3 separate regions of the Mus musculus genome follow, and regions 2 and 3 are each linked to region 1. A link is a contact called in public promoter capture Hi-C data. All regions are on one chromosome and are shown on one strand. The core of a region is the stretch at or near the end of the contact, and the rest is flanking DNA. Distances in the headings are between cores, read along the strand shown. Region 1 holds the start of Mideas (mitotic deacetylase associated SANT domain protein). Region 2 holds the start of Rnf113a2 (ring finger protein 113A2). Region 3 holds the start of Acot2 (acyl-CoA thioesterase 2).

Region 1 (4,537 bases), core at 1,171-3,670:
GAGATAACAAACATTTCTCATTGTTTTTACCATTTCTGTGAGTCAGGCATCCAGGTAGCTTAGCTGGGACAGGTTATTGGGTTTTGGTGGTGTGGTGGCGGGTGTTTGTTTGTTTTCTTTTTTTCAAAGAGACAGGGTTTCTTTGTGTAGCTTTGGCTGTCCTAGAACTAGCTTTGTAGACTCCGCCTACCTAAAGCCATGCGCCGTCACCTCCACTGCTGTTGCTATTGAGATTACTGTTAAACTGATTCCTGGGCTAAGAGACTTTGGAAGGCTTGGATAACATGGGATATGAGCGAGACATCCCTTTCCAATCTCACTCAAATGGTTGTTGGTAGGTCTCTCACTTCCTTTGCCAAGGGCTGTCTAAGAACACGATGGTTGTCTTCCCTTCCTTGCAAGGAGCAAGGTAGACTGAGACACAGAGACAACCCAAGCTGCAAGCCATAGCTTTCTCTATAACCCAGTCTCACAGATGACATCACATTTCTTTTGCCGTATTCTGTTTGTTAGAACTGAGTCAGTAGAGTTAGGGACGAGAGCTTGTGTAAGGGTGTGAACGCCAGGCGGCAGAGATCATTGGCAGGGAGCTGTCTACCACATCCTCCACACAGGGTCCTGAGACTTCCAGCAAATGCCACACTAGGCAAGGACAAAGCATTGTGTATGTGCTGATGTGAATGTCAGGCCTTCACACATTGTGGGCTCTGCTAATTACTCCTGGGCATGCAGAAACACTGAATATTCATGAAGTTACCACAGAGGATTTAGAATTACAATACTGAACAACAACAACAAAAAAATACTCCATTCCAGTCTTAGCAAATACGGAGTAACACTGTTTTCTTCAGAAGCCTGGTCATTGCTGTAAGGAATTACTTCTATTCCAAAATCAAAATGAGGAGTACCTCCGCCATACCTTCACTCCATCATATGATGAAATAATAAAATGTCAAAGAGTTATACTTAAGTCTATAACATACTTACTTCTTAAGACAATATTATTTTCCATTCACTGCACTTTTTGTGTTTGTAATGTAATAGTAATGTCTCGGTAAAAGGCAGACCCCAGTGCACTGGTAGCTGCAAGATGAAGGAATTCACGCTGCCAGGAGAGCTTGGGTCAGGGTCTACATGCTTCTCATCTTTGGGTGAGCCTGTGGCTTCTCTTGAGGTATTAAGCAGACTTGGGGTGAGGGTATCCCCACATGTTGTTTTCCATTAATCTTACATCACCTTTGACACAAAACCTGTACTCAAGCAGAGGGCTTTCTGGGCTTCAATGAGGAGATGGGAGGTCTGGGAGATATTATCAGGCCAATGTGTTAGTAGGAGTAGTTTGGAAGTGGGAAAGGGAAAATTTTGTCCAGCTTAAGTGGACGTCTCTGAATGGCCTTTTATGGGTCCCTGTTTTCCAGAGCAAGCTTCTGCCTCACTAAACGTTTCTGTTAGGAAAACCTTGCCCTGCAGTTTTGGCTGTCTCCTCCCCCCCCCCCCCCCCCCCCCACACACACACACAGCAAAGGCTAGCCTAGTCCTCTCTCCAACCTAAGGGAATTAGGAGTCTTTCTTTGGGCACTGCTGTGTAACTGCTTTCTTACTGGTCGCCAGAGGCTCAAAAGGCAGCTCTCTGTTGATGTTAGTTTTAATACGCCGAGAAAATTTATTTTGGGCAGTGATAAACTTCAAAATTACTATTGCCTGAAGCTCCTGCGTCCAGGATCCACCTTGTAAAATCACTTCTGGCTAATGATGACACCCGAACGCACCAGGCTCCAGAGATTCTGAGACTTGAGTGCACAAGGAAGAGGTGGGGATCTGAGAAGAAAGGGAACAGAACGACTATTTCCCAGACCCGACGTGGGTGATGACATAGTTCCTGAAATACAATGCATGGTAACATCGTGTACAAGTGCCACCCGGGGAAAGCCACTGACAACTGTGCAGACCTGTAAGGGACATGAGGACGGGAGATTGGAGTTTGGCCTAGCATTATTCAGGGAAATAGTACACTGCTTTCACACATGTCCTCTCTAGTCCAAATAACAAATGAAATGAAAACCTTTATTATCTCTCCCCTCTCTCCCGACTGTATGTGTGCGCGCGCGTGCGTGGGAGGAGGAATGTAGGTGGGGGACTTTTTCCCCTAGGGTCCCTTGAACTCAGCCCCTAGGCTCCAACGCCACCTTTTAGACTCAAGGGAGAGCAGGAAGTCTCCGATCGCACTTTCCCCAAGAGCAGAGTGAGGGTAGGGACGAAGCTTCCACAGCCGCTGCAGCACCGGGAACCGAGGGTCTGGCTGGGGGCCGCGCGGAGGCGCGCGGAGCCGGGGCGCGGGCGGGGCAGGAGGCTGCAGAGCCCTGCGCGCCGCCGCGCGAGCTGCTGGGTCACAGCCGGGACCGCGCCGCCTGCTCGGCGAGGAAGTGACGACTGCGCCGTCCCGAGAGCAACAAAGTTTGAGTCTGCTGGTCGCGCTCGAATTGCGTCCCGCGCCCCCTCGGAGCTGCCCAGGGATCCAGCGTGCAGGTGAGTCGCGGGAGCCTGGTGGCCTTCCCGCCGTGGGGGGCGCCGACGTGGAGCTCGGGGCGGGAGGGGGGATCCGGAATTCGTTGGGGTTCGGCGGCGCGGGCCGGGTCGTGGGACGCTGGGAGTGGGGGTGCAGGAGAGGGACAGGGTGGCGGAGATCTCGGCCGGTGTTGCGCCCCTGAGGTGGTTGTTTTGACTCGGGACTTAGACCGGCCTGGCTGCAGCCTAGCCCTCTCAGGGAGCCACCCCTGAGCGCAGCGATGCCGGGAAGGGGCCTCCCCGGACCTGCGACCGGAGCCAGCCCTACACCCCGCGCCCCATCTCTTCGGGTTGCGTGCAGCTGCTTTTCCAGCCCTTCCCGGTGTTTCCCCGGGAAACGTTCCCTTCCTCTACGCCGCCCTCCACCAGGTTTCAGGAAGGAAGTTACAGGAACTTTCCCTCTACTTTTGTTTGCTCGGCCTTGCAGTGACGAAGAGCAGAGCAACTCAGAAGTTTGGGTCAACAGCCCTATCCATTTCCAACCAGCAAAACCCGAGTTGTCCCCCAGGCCTCCTTGAAACGAGCCCCTCCCGACTCTACACTTTTCCTCCCTCCCTCCCAAGCCCCGAACCCAACAGTAAGCTCTCTAAGGCCTAACACTTTGCAATTTAGCCATAAAAACTGTCAGCACACCCACGTACATATGTGAGTGTTTTCTATATAAAACCCAGAAAGCCGCTTCCAGTGGACTCCGTGGCATCTTGTTCTTTTCTGTGTTCTAAAACGGCTAGGGCTGCAGGAGTTTGCCTGGGAACTTTGATGATGGTTCCCCGCCGCCCGCCCTCGGTAGCCTCGTGCTTCTGGGTCTTTAAAGAACAGCTGAGAAGTTTATGACATCTTTGCATAGTTGCAGGGGTCTTGGCGTGGCCCAGCAGCTGGCGCCAGGGCTCCTTGGTTTGTGCCTGAAGCTGTAGCAGCGGCGGGGACAGGGCGATGTGTGCAGGAATGTGTGTACAGGCCGTGGACAGTTGGAGATGGGATGTCTAGAGCTTGAATAGTGCAGTCCCTAGCAGCAGCTTTCTGCCGGTCTGTAATTACTGCGTGATTGCACAGTCAGGCTTTGTTGGCGTGGATGTTTATACACACGCTATTGTGCAAGCTCTTGGTGGTGGTGAACAAAACGCAGATTTGCATTGCAAATGCTTAGGACAGATCTGGGCCTGAACTGCTGTTCTCGAATTCTTCTTACCCTTTAACTTTTGCTGGATGGTTGTTTCCTTGCCTCTCCCTTAACCTCCGACAGCTTGCTGATCTCCTGAGAGTCTGGCTACTCAGGAAAGCAGTCTCTCTTTACTATTTACTACAGAATAAATATCTTAGGCAGCCTGAGCATTGTGCCAAGAACTGTACCTTCACTTGTCCTGAGAAAATGTGGGATGACGTCAGCAGGAAAAGGAGATAGGAGATGACTGTCCAATCCTGTCTTCACGGAAGGGCTGTTTGAATGAGCAGAATTGCAGGATTGGGGCTAGCTATAAAGAGGAGTCACAGGTCATGTATGTCTGAGCTGGCCGGGCAGACTTTGAGCCTTGAAGGATCAGCTGCAGACATTTAGGTGGGTCCTAATTCCTTTATTGTGTTCTGGGCAAAGGGGAAGCATGCTTAGTGGGTAAAGGAAATGTGCCAGGCTCTGAGACTATGTGTCTGTGTGGCCGATGGGTGTGGGGTTGAGGGTGACTCACATGTTTTCTGTAGTGTGGTCCCTACACCTACTTCCCTAGTACTGTCTACAGGGACAGGGGTCTTCATATCTATCCAAATTCTGCCCTGCAGGAAGCAGGCTGTCTTAGCTACTTTTCTAGTGATGTGAAGAGACACCGTAACCAAGGCAACTTATAAATGAAAGCATTTAATTGGGGACTTGCTCACAGTTTCAGAGGGTGAGTCCAGGATCATCATGGCAGGGAGCATGGCAGCAGGCAGGCAGGCATGGCGCTGGAGCAGTAGCTGAGAGCTTAGATATGATCAATCC
Region 2 (4,941 bases), core at 433-2,932, 200 kb before region 1:
GATACATAACTTGAATCCCTTTTCATAAACTAAATGTATTAGACTCAACATGCAGTGAATTCTATACAAATAATCTCTTACCTATATATACATCACAATTTTAAGTATATGGGGCCCTCATATCTGCCTCATTTCTTCTACATTTCAGATTCCACAAATCTGCCCTATTTTTTTCCAGTAAGGCACTAACTTTTCCCTTGAATTGTAAGTGTTCCTCAGCAGCCCTCTTTAAATAGTCTGAAATCTACCTCTCTAATAGGTGGCGGCATTGTTCTTTAAAAAAGAAAGATCACACCAGGGTACTAGAGTATGAGCTAGTTCTTTATTTAGATTCAGAAAATATAGCTATAAACAGGAGAGTTCTTTAAGTTAACTGTATTGATTCCATCTCCAGCATGTCATATAAAACAAAACTTGGATATTCTTCCTAGAAAACTTAGTATTTCTTCAACTGTGATTGCTTTGGTTTGAGATGACCAAAACAAAAAGTACTTTGAGATTTGACAATTATGGGACATCTAAGTAATGGCAATTAGATCCCATCGGCGTCTTCTGGGGTGCTGGAAGCACCACCCTCTGCTTTTCGATACTTCTCCAGTTTAGCAATCAGTTCTTTCGCAGGATTGAAAACCCCATGGGTCTGTTGCTCACAAACATAGCATCGTGGAGTGGTTCGGAAATGCTGCAGTGCACAGGTCTCACAGAAATAATGTTTACACTTGGTGACAACCGGATTCTGGAAGGTTTGGCGACAGATGAAACATTTGAATGGTATCTCCTCATCATCACTTTCTACTTCATAGTTTTCGTCTTCATACACACCGTAGCGGCCCTCATCGAGTTCACGTTCTATCTGCCATCCGTGCTTGTAATCTGAACGGTCATGGAGGAATTTGCAGCTGTCTCCAAAGCCACAGAAGCCAGTCTCCTTGTAGTCCTTACAAATATCAGGCTGGTAATCCCAGCGCACAGTAGCGCGTAGATGTTCAGGGGCTCGGATGGGGCCCTTTCTTACCATGCCAGAGGAGGCATTGCCCATGGATGTATCCTTGGGCTTCATGTATTTCTGGTAATTATTAATTCCACGATAGATTTTGTCATCCTCCTTGCCTCTCAGCTCCTCCTGGATTTTCTGACTGCGCTCAAAAATGGCCTGTGCGTCTCGTTCTTTCTCAGTGTCCAACTCGTAAACTGCTGTGGCCCCCATATCCTCGGGCCCCACCGGTTTCGCCGAGCGCGTGGACTTGTAGACGACGCCTAGACTCTCATTCCCCGCCTTCTCCTCCTCTTCGCTGCTCAGATCACAGTAGGCCCCTTTCTGTTTACCGCTGCCACTCGTCTTCTGGATCATCGGATTGTGGGCCGCCCGCTTCTTCTCCGGTCGCACAACCGAGCATCCTTCGTCGCTACTGCTTCCGCTTTCCCCAGACTCCGGGTCGCACGCCGGCCGCTTCCGACGGCCAGCACTTCCTTTCCGCCCGGGCTTTTTGAAGAGGAAGGTGCACACCTGATCCTCCGACTTTCCCTGAGAAACTTGTTCTGCCATCTTCGACTCCGGAGCGCCGAAACGGCTGGCAGTAGCTGCGGCGTGAAGGGTGGCGCGGGCTGCTGCGTCACTGCTAAGCAGCGCGGCTACGTCACTGCGGAGCTGCGAGGTGTCAGCCGCGGAGCCCGAGACCGTCACGGCGCATGCGCATGCGCCAGCTAGCCCGCTAAAGGTTTTTTTTTTTTTTTTTTTTTTTTTTTTTTTTAAAGATGAACCTAGATCTCCAATCAAGTATTGCTGTGATTCTTGAATTGCAACGAATACAAAACTCCCGCCTCAAATAATTTAGTCTATTAGGGAGAAGGTAAATCAGGATGTGTTCTGTACCAAATCCCATGGAAAGGTACAAGGAGTCATTAAACAGAACTCTGGGGAAAGACCACGAGGAGAAAGTGCATTAAATGATGTAAGCCTTTAAATGCTAGGAGAAAATTTAATAGATAAAGATCTATCCGCTATTTATTGATAATAAAAGAGATATTCTGAACAAAACAAAAACAACAAAAAACCAAAGGCTGGGAGTGTAGCTTAGTGGTAGATTGATTTCTTAAGCATACCCAAAGGCTCTGGGCTCAAGCACCAAAACAGAAAATAAAGAAGACTTCAAAGTTACATGAATATCCAATTTGGGTAAACTAAAGGGTTAAAAGGCCGTGTATTGGTGTAAGTGTAGTGTTATAAAAGATTATAACTCGATATGGGTAAATTTAACTTACACACTAAACTGTCTAAACAATATGCTGTTTACAGCTGAGAAACATAGAAGATTCTTGAGGGAAGTGAACAGAACATTTTAATTCCAGTGCTTGGGAGGCAGAGGCAAGAGAATCAGGAGCTCAGAGCTAGCCTGGGCTACAGGAGACCCTCCTCAAAATAAAATTAGGATGGGGGCTTGGAGAGATGATTCAGCAATTAAGAGCGTGTATAGGTCTTGCAGAAGACCAGAGTTCAGTTTCCAGTCCCCACATCAGTCAGCTAACAACTGCTTATAGCTCCGGCTCCAGAGGATCCAGTCTCCAGAGGATTCTGGCCTCTGCCTGTACATGAACACACATGTATACCCCACCCCCCAACACCCATGCACATAATTAAAGATAAAATCTTTGAGACAAAAAGAATAAAAACCAAATAAAGATGGGGAGGCTTGTGTCTGTAATCTCAGCACTGTGAGGCTAAGACAGAAGTGGTGTTTCAATTATGAGGCCAGACTGGGCATACGAAAAGAACGCAGCCAGCTGTTATAACAGGAGGGAGTTTCAAGCAACCAAAATGCATAAATATTCCTATTGCAGCTGTGTATACTTAGGGGTATAAGGGTGTGTGGTTTTAAAGTATGCTTGCAATTCTTTGACACTATCTTCAAATGACAGAACCTAATTTCCACCCTTAGAATGTGGACCAGATTTAGAGACTTGGTTCCAAATAATAGTCTATGGGAGAAATGTTGCGGTGCCACTTGCAAGGATAGGGATACAGGTCAGGATAGAATGCGTTCATAGCACACACGAGGGCCCGGGAACGAAAACACACACACACACACACACACACACACTCTCTCTCTCTCTCTCTCTCTCTCTCTCTCTCTCACACACACACACACACACACTCTCTCTCTTTCTCTCTCTCTCTCTCCCTCTCCCTCTCCCTCTTCCTCTCATACTCTCTCTCTCTCTCTCTCTCTCTCTCTCTCTCACACACACACACACACACACACACACACACACACAGAGGATAGCTTCTGCCCAGCTCTTGAATTCTTGAAGTTTTCACTCTCAGCGTCATCTGACATATAACAGGAACACTCAAGCAAGTTCCTGAGGGGCCCAGGGGAACAGTGCTGAGGCCTGCCACCCATCACTAGCAACACCTGCTCAGCCATATGACACAGGCATAAGCTTTAATTGGGCATTCAGATGACTCTGAATGCAGCTATACCATGGAAATCAGCAAATAGTATGAAACAGGCCTTTCAGGAAAATTCATGGATCCCTCTCTATACAGGCTTCTAGGTTTTTTTTTCCCTCAAATTGTCCCTCTTCATCCCAAACACACTGTCCAGTAGAATTCTTCTACCTACCCACTGATAGTTCCTAAGAACTGGGGGGGGGGGGCTTCAATTCAAATCAAAGGTTCATCTTCTGACTAACATGGAGAGGTGTGTTGGCTAAGACTGACAAGCACACAAAGAAATTAATGCCTAGGAAAAGATCATTATCAGGCAGGTGAACTGAATCAACAGATAAAGGTGTTTGCCACCAAGCCTGACCACCTAAGTTTGATCTCTGGAACACAGCAGAAGGAAAGAACTGACTCTACAAGATGGCCTTCTCTGACCTACACATGGATGTACCCCACAAACACATTTAGAAAATAGATATGTGGATAAACAGAAAACAGAAAACGAGGGCCGGACATGGTGTCCCAGGCCTTTAATCCCAGCATTCGGTGGTTTAACCTTCAGTAAATGTAGTTCCAGGGGATCCAGCATCCTTGTCTGGCTTCCTCCAGCACCAGAAATGCAAGTGTACTTACATACATGCAAGCAAAACATGCGCACATATAAAATAAAAATAAATCTTTTTTTTTAAAAGAGGAGAAATGAAGAAACAGAAACTTACATCATCTAATTCTTTCTCCACTTGTATTTTTCTCTTCTGGAATTGTTTTATTGTCTTTAGCTCTGTCTGAATCATGCCGATTTCCTTGGCTTTTTGATGAAACTGTCCCTCCAACTCACTCACTTGCAGAGCATACTTTTGTTCCTGTATTCAAAAAAACAAGAAAGTTAATGAGTTAGAAAAAAACAAGTGTTCTTTACAGCCATGCTTTATTTAAGGCCTGAGCCATTTGTACAACTTCTTAAAAGAACTGCCCTTCTTTATGTTGCATAAAGCTATAATTTTTGCATGAAATTTCAATTCCTGTAAAATGATACCAACAGCCTTAAATAAGAAACAAATTCTAGACTTTTTTTTCTTTTTTTTTTTTGTCTGTGTGGCTCTGTGAGTTGAATGTGTGGTTAGCAGGTAAAACCCTAGGTTCAGTCTCTAGCAACAAACAAACAATTTTGGACTCTTTCCAGTAATCTAAACCAAATTAAAACCCCTCTAAGGAAATAAAACCCAAACCAATTAAGAGTCCTCTAAAGCTCACAGCTTCTGTGTTTGGTAGCACAATCCTACAGAAAGGAGTTTCATATTAAATTTAAGACAGGCCCTTCCCGGGCTGGTGAGATGGCTCAGTGGTTAAGAGTACTGACTGCTTCTTCTTGAAGGTCCTGAGTTCAAATCCCAGCAACCACATAATCTGACTCCCTCTTTTGGAGTGTCTGAAGACAGCTACAGTGTACTTACATATTATAAACAAACAAACAAACAAACAAATATTTAAAAAGA
Region 3 (4,996 bases), core at 2,246-4,745, 230 kb after region 1:
GCACGGACGTTCTTGTACGTGTACACAAATGCACAATATTAATAGCATTTTGAAAATTGATGAAATCAAACCTCAGACTTCTCTCTAGCTGCATCCTGCACTGGCTCTACTTCCCTAAGAGCATCAATGCTTCCAGCCACATCAATGTCTGATTATAAAATTAGAAAATGAGCGAGGGTTGCCAGCCCAGCCTGTGCTATGCTGAACCTAGAAAGCTCAGAGCACCCTGGTCTCCTGCTGTTGATTCTCAAGTCCCTCTTACACAGTTCACCCTGTGCTTCCATGTCAGCTCCCACAAGGGCACGTGGACACAGGGACATAGGGACACGGGCAGCAGAGAGCTGATGAGTTTATCATTTGATATGATATGGCGATAGCCCGACCTTTTTCTTTCCCTTTATTTCTTGTGTCAAACCTTGGTTCTCAAGCATGCTGGTATTCTTTATGAAACACTACAACATACCAGAACTCAGAATCCTGAACGTTAGCTAGCATGAACTACAGCATCACAGAGAAACGTCTAGCGAGTAAGCACAGAAGGCAGTTCGTATAGACTGTCTCCCAGACAGGGAGGGGCTGCCACAACAGGGCTCATTCTGTGAACTTAGGCGTTGATGAGGAGATCTGATGGGGGTCAGTAAAACTTGAGGGGACCTCACCTCGGGGTGGCTGCGCAGGTAGTTCACGGCTTCTTCAAAGTACTCCATGTGCATGGTTTCTATGCTCTTGGGGAGGTCGTCGTAGTTGTAATAAGCCAGAGCCATCACGGCAAAGCCCTTCCCAGCCAGCAGGCTCGCCCGATACTCCAGAAGGCCACCTCCAACTCCAAAAAGGTCTATGATCCCAGGAAAGGGTCCAGGTTCTGGGGAGAAACCAAACCAAACCAAACTAAGCATTCAGGATGCTTAATTCAGGATGAGTACGTTTCAGACTGATCATAAAGATACTAAAAGCCCTCCGGTCTTCAAGCACCCAGAGCGGCCAGGGCTGAGTCCACAGTTTCCTCTCGCCCCACAGTCCTCTCTCTATCTAAGTCTCAAAATTCCACAGACTTTTACAGAGAGAATATGTTACTCTTAACATTAAAAATACACTAAGGGCTGGGGTAGAGTGCTGTCTAGCATGCATGGAATACTAGATTTGATTCCAGAAACAGGCAAACACACACACACACACACACACACACACACACACACACGTATACACGCACGCACACATATACCACTCTCCTCTCTGAACCGAAACTGATCGTGCCAACTGCCACAGAAGCTGGGCAGCAACCAGATCCATCCCACGATGCTGGTGTAACGCTAAACCATGCAGGCGGTAGGACGCAGAGGCTGGTAAAATGCAGGGCATCCTTGCTCACAAAAAATCAAACCTGCTCTTACCATATGACCCAGTAACCCCACACCTATTTACCCAAAAGAAAGGAAAGTTTTTGTTCCTGCACAAACTACTATGTAAGCATTTGCAGCAACTTCACGCACAATCTCCACAGACTGTAAAGGAACCAGAGACCTTCAACACAGGCTCCATGCCTAGAAGACCCCATGAATCGCAAATACATTCTGCTAAGCGAGTACATATAGATTAGAAAAGGCTACATGTTCATTCTACATGAATTCATGCCCTAAACATTTTTTTCCCATTCGTATAAAGAGGCTTGTCAGGGCTAGAGAGATGGCTCAGCGGTTAAGAGCACTGACTGTTCTTTTTCCAGAGGCCCTGGGTTCAGTTCCCAGCAACCACATGGTGGCTCACAACCATGTGATGGGATCTGATGCCCTCTTCTGGTGCATCTGAAGACAGCTACAGTGGACTTATATAAATAAAATAAGTAAGTCTTTGAAAAAAGAGGCTTGTCTTCCACATGACCAATTTAAACAAGAACAGAGCAAACACTGGGCCAGCACCTGCTCACGAACAGATGCATACTAAGATAGAAGGGGCCCTTGAAAATTCCTTCTTCATCATGCCCATGGGTGTGTGTGTACCTCTCTTTAACCACTTTTAGTTGTCATTTAAATATTTTGTTGATTTTGCTTACTTAGCCATTTTTGTTGTTGTTATTTTGAGGCAAGACCATCTAATATACCGGTATAACCCAGTAAGGCTCTGTAGCCAACAATGAACGAGAGCTTCTGGTTCTCCCACCTCGACCTGTGGGTGCTGGGATTGCAGTGCTGTGCCTTCTTGCCAGGTTTACCCTGTGCTGGGGATAGCACCCAGTACTACTCCAAGCAAGCACTCTACCAACGGAGCCACACCCTCTAGCCCAAGTGTATGAAGCTTGTCTCAATGTCAGAATACTAATGGCTTCTCCTGAGAGTTCTTTCCCCCATCACTGCCTGAGAGTTCTGTTGATTCTCCTGCCTCCTTTGCTGGAACCTCCATATGCAGCTAAAAACCAAGAAAAATTAAAAATATTGGAAACTTCGTAGAAGAGTGCTTGCCAAGTTTGAGTTCCCACACTGCCACAAGAAAAGACAGAAGACATTCTAAAAGAACATTAGGGGATGTGGGTGTAACACTGCGGACTTTATTATTAGGAGCCTCTCCCCTTGTCTTATGATGCCCTTTTAATTTAGCAGCGGAATTGAAGGACCAGCTTCAGGCAAACAGCATCACTATAACAGGCTTCTTCCGGTCCAGTCCAGTCCAGTCCAGTCCTATCTCCTTCCCACCAAGTCCTAGATCATTTGGAGCTACCCTTTTCTTCACTTCTGAGTTCGAGGCCAGCCTGGTCTAGAGTGAGTTCCAGGACAGCCAGGGCTATACAAGAAACCCTGTCTCAAAAAAAACCAAAAGCAAACAAACAAACAAACACCCACAGGGAACTTTGAGCAAAGGGAAATGTGGAGGGCTGCTCACCTGGGGGCAGGAAGAGCGTGGCGCGCACCCGGCCCTCTCGTACGGGCACGCGCCGCACCCCGGGAGCCAAGAAGTGACGCTCGTGCACCGCCTGCGCCAGCCGCTGCCCGCCATCGGGCTCGTGTCCGTCCAGCACCTCCAGCTCCACCAAGAAGGGCGTCTGCACGTCGCGCTTGATCAGGCGCCAGAGAGGCCGTTCGGGCTCCATGGCCCAGAGCAGCCCCATGGGCTCGAGCCCCGAGAAGCTGCCGCCCAGCGCGGGCGCGCGCGCCAGGTTCAGCTCGCCGCCAGCGTCGGCGCGGTAGCGCGCGTGGGCTCGGAAGAGCGCGCCCTTCTCGTCGCGCAAGGCAGAGCGCAGCGTGACGGGCTGCTCGGGGGCCAGGCCGCGCACGGCGATGCTCAGCGGCTCGTCCCAGCAGCTGCGGCCCTCGGGCTCTACGCTCAGCGTCGCATTTGTCCGCGCCCAAGTGGTCCGGCCACCAGTGCTGAGCGGCGGAGGTACAAACAGCCGCGCCCAGCTCTTCCAATCCTGTTGGCACAACCTGCTTGCTCTCAGGACAGCGAAAGACGAGGCCACCATTTTGCGTCGTTGACTTCAGCCCTCGGTTCCGCAGAGAAAGTTAAGAGATCCTCTAGTGGCCAGCTGCCTGCCTGCAGTCCTTAGACTGAGCTGTGTGCTTGCTGAGCTGGGAGGATCACAGAGCAAAGCAAGCAACAAAAGCAAAAGTAGTAGTGACGCTTTGACTAAGGCGTCTGTGCGTTAAGACTCCGTTATATCCGGAACCTAGCACTGTTTTTCAGGTGCTCTTTACCCCATGAAAAGTGGGCTGGACCAGGGCTCGCTCTTAAAAGCCTCTCACCCAATGAAACCTCCAGTCGCCAAATTCCTAAGGTTGCAGAGTCAAGAATGTGAGATTGCAATTGAGTTTCATCACGTCCTAGAGTAATAGACACTCGTTACTAATCTTAGGACTGTTCTTTCAAAAACGTGCATCATGATATTTTGTTTGTGTGCTGTTTGCGCGTGCTTAGTCTACACATTAATGTCCATGTCCAATGGCCTTAATGTCTCATGGGCTGTGTGACCCTTTACCTACATTCCACACTCGTGTAAAAATAGTCAAATGATGTCATAGTTTACATTGAGCTCGTCTTTTGACCCTCTAGGCAAACACTTTTTCCTACTCATCCCGGATTTTACACATTTCCCAAGTGTTATATAAGCTATTGCTTCCAATCAGTGATTTTTTTTTCTTCCAAGGCCTTAAACCTTACAAGGATTATTGCACATCTTTATTATTACAGAAACCTGAGACTATATAAGTTGTATTTGTCTCTGTTCCTAAGAAGACAACTGTGTTAGATTTTGTTTACTTGACCCAAACTAGAAACACCTTGGAATAGGCAGGGATCCTCACTTGGGGCAATGCCTGTATCATATTGGCCTATGTGTCACTGATGGTTTGTGTGGGAGGACCTAGCCCACTGCGGGAGGTTCCACGCTGGGCAGGTCAGCTAGATTTTATTAGAAAGCTGGGGGTGGGGATGGGGCCTGGAGAATTAGCTCAGAGGTTAAAAGTACAGGCTGTTCTTCCGAAGGACTTGAACTCATTTCCCTCAGCCATAAGGGAGCTCACAGCATTCTGCAAGTTCAACTCTAGGGATCAGAGACATACAAACGGTGTGTGTGTGTGTGTGTGTGTGTGTGTGTGTGTAGGGAAACAAGTCATTGCTCCCCTGTGGTTCACGCCCCCTGCTTGAGTTGCTGTTTGACTTTCCTCAGGAAATGAATGCCAAATACACCTTTTCCTCCGCTAGCTGTTTTTGGTCGGAGTTTTATCACACTTATAGAAAAAGCAGGCTAGGGTATCTACCTTGAAGATCTTGCCCAGGCAAAACTTTTCACCGAGTTTCAAATGACCTCGCACCGCACTGGTCATGGAACTTGGAAATAACTGTTTTTGTATTGCTACTATGGATTCTTCAACCTTATTTTGTGCATCCAGTCCCAGGAACCAAAAAAAGTAAATAATAATAATAGCTTATTTTTAATCCTAATAAGAACCCTATTTGGTGAACAATTAGAACCAGAGAGCCTGATTTGCTAAGGCACACACAGCTA

What was found. Promoter capture Hi-C pulls out the DNA fragments that hold promoters and counts their contacts. Capture Hi-C pulls out chosen DNA fragments and counts their contacts.
Region 2: a promoter capture Hi-C map of liver shows a contact between it and region 1. The contact joins the promoter of Rnf113a2 here to the promoter of Mideas in region 1. A contact is called at or near these places in 2 of 115 datasets of contacts at active chromatin or transcription factors (the SCID.adh cell line and embryonic stem cells) and 3 of 9 other capture datasets (adipose tissue, liver and pancreatic islet).
Region 3: a promoter capture Hi-C map of second pharyngeal arch cranial neural crest shows a contact between it and region 1. The contact joins the promoter of Acot2 here to the promoter of Mideas in region 1. A contact is called at or near these places in 8 of 39 promoter capture datasets (the C10 cell line, cranial neural crest, embryonic stem cells and 5 more), 3 of 484 Hi-C or Micro-C datasets (CD4 T cells, Th1 cells and myocytes), 8 of 115 datasets of contacts at active chromatin or transcription factors (the SCID.adh cell line, bone marrow-derived macrophages, effector CD8 T cells and 5 more) and 1 of 9 other capture datasets (adipose tissue).

The regions. Positions count from the first base shown.
Region 1 is chr12:84,216,764-84,221,300 of GRCm38.p6, reverse strand. It overlaps Mideas (mitotic deacetylase associated SANT domain protein), which reads left to right and starts at 2,420. Exons shown (of 13, transcript NM_001163501.1): 1 at 2,420-2,526. Gm46319 (synapsin-1-like) reads right to left here. Exons shown (of 3, transcript XM_030247050.1): 2 at 2,187-3,151; 3 at 1,649-1,818. The coding sequence ends at 1,737.
Region 2 is chr12:84,413,941-84,418,881 of GRCm38.p6, reverse strand. It overlaps Rnf113a2 (ring finger protein 113A2), which reads right to left and starts at 1,682. Exons shown (of 1, transcript NM_025525.2): 1 at 304-1,682. The coding sequence starts at 1,546. The coding sequence ends at 533. It overlaps Bbof1 (basal body orientation factor 1), which reads right to left. Exons shown (of 12, transcript NM_028377.3): 4 at 4,165-4,308.
Region 3 is chr12:83,986,360-83,991,355 of GRCm38.p6, reverse strand. Acot2 (acyl-CoA thioesterase 2) reads right to left here and starts at 3,495. Exons shown (of 3, transcript NM_134188.3): 1 at 2,875-3,495; 2 at 660-862. The coding sequence starts at 3,454.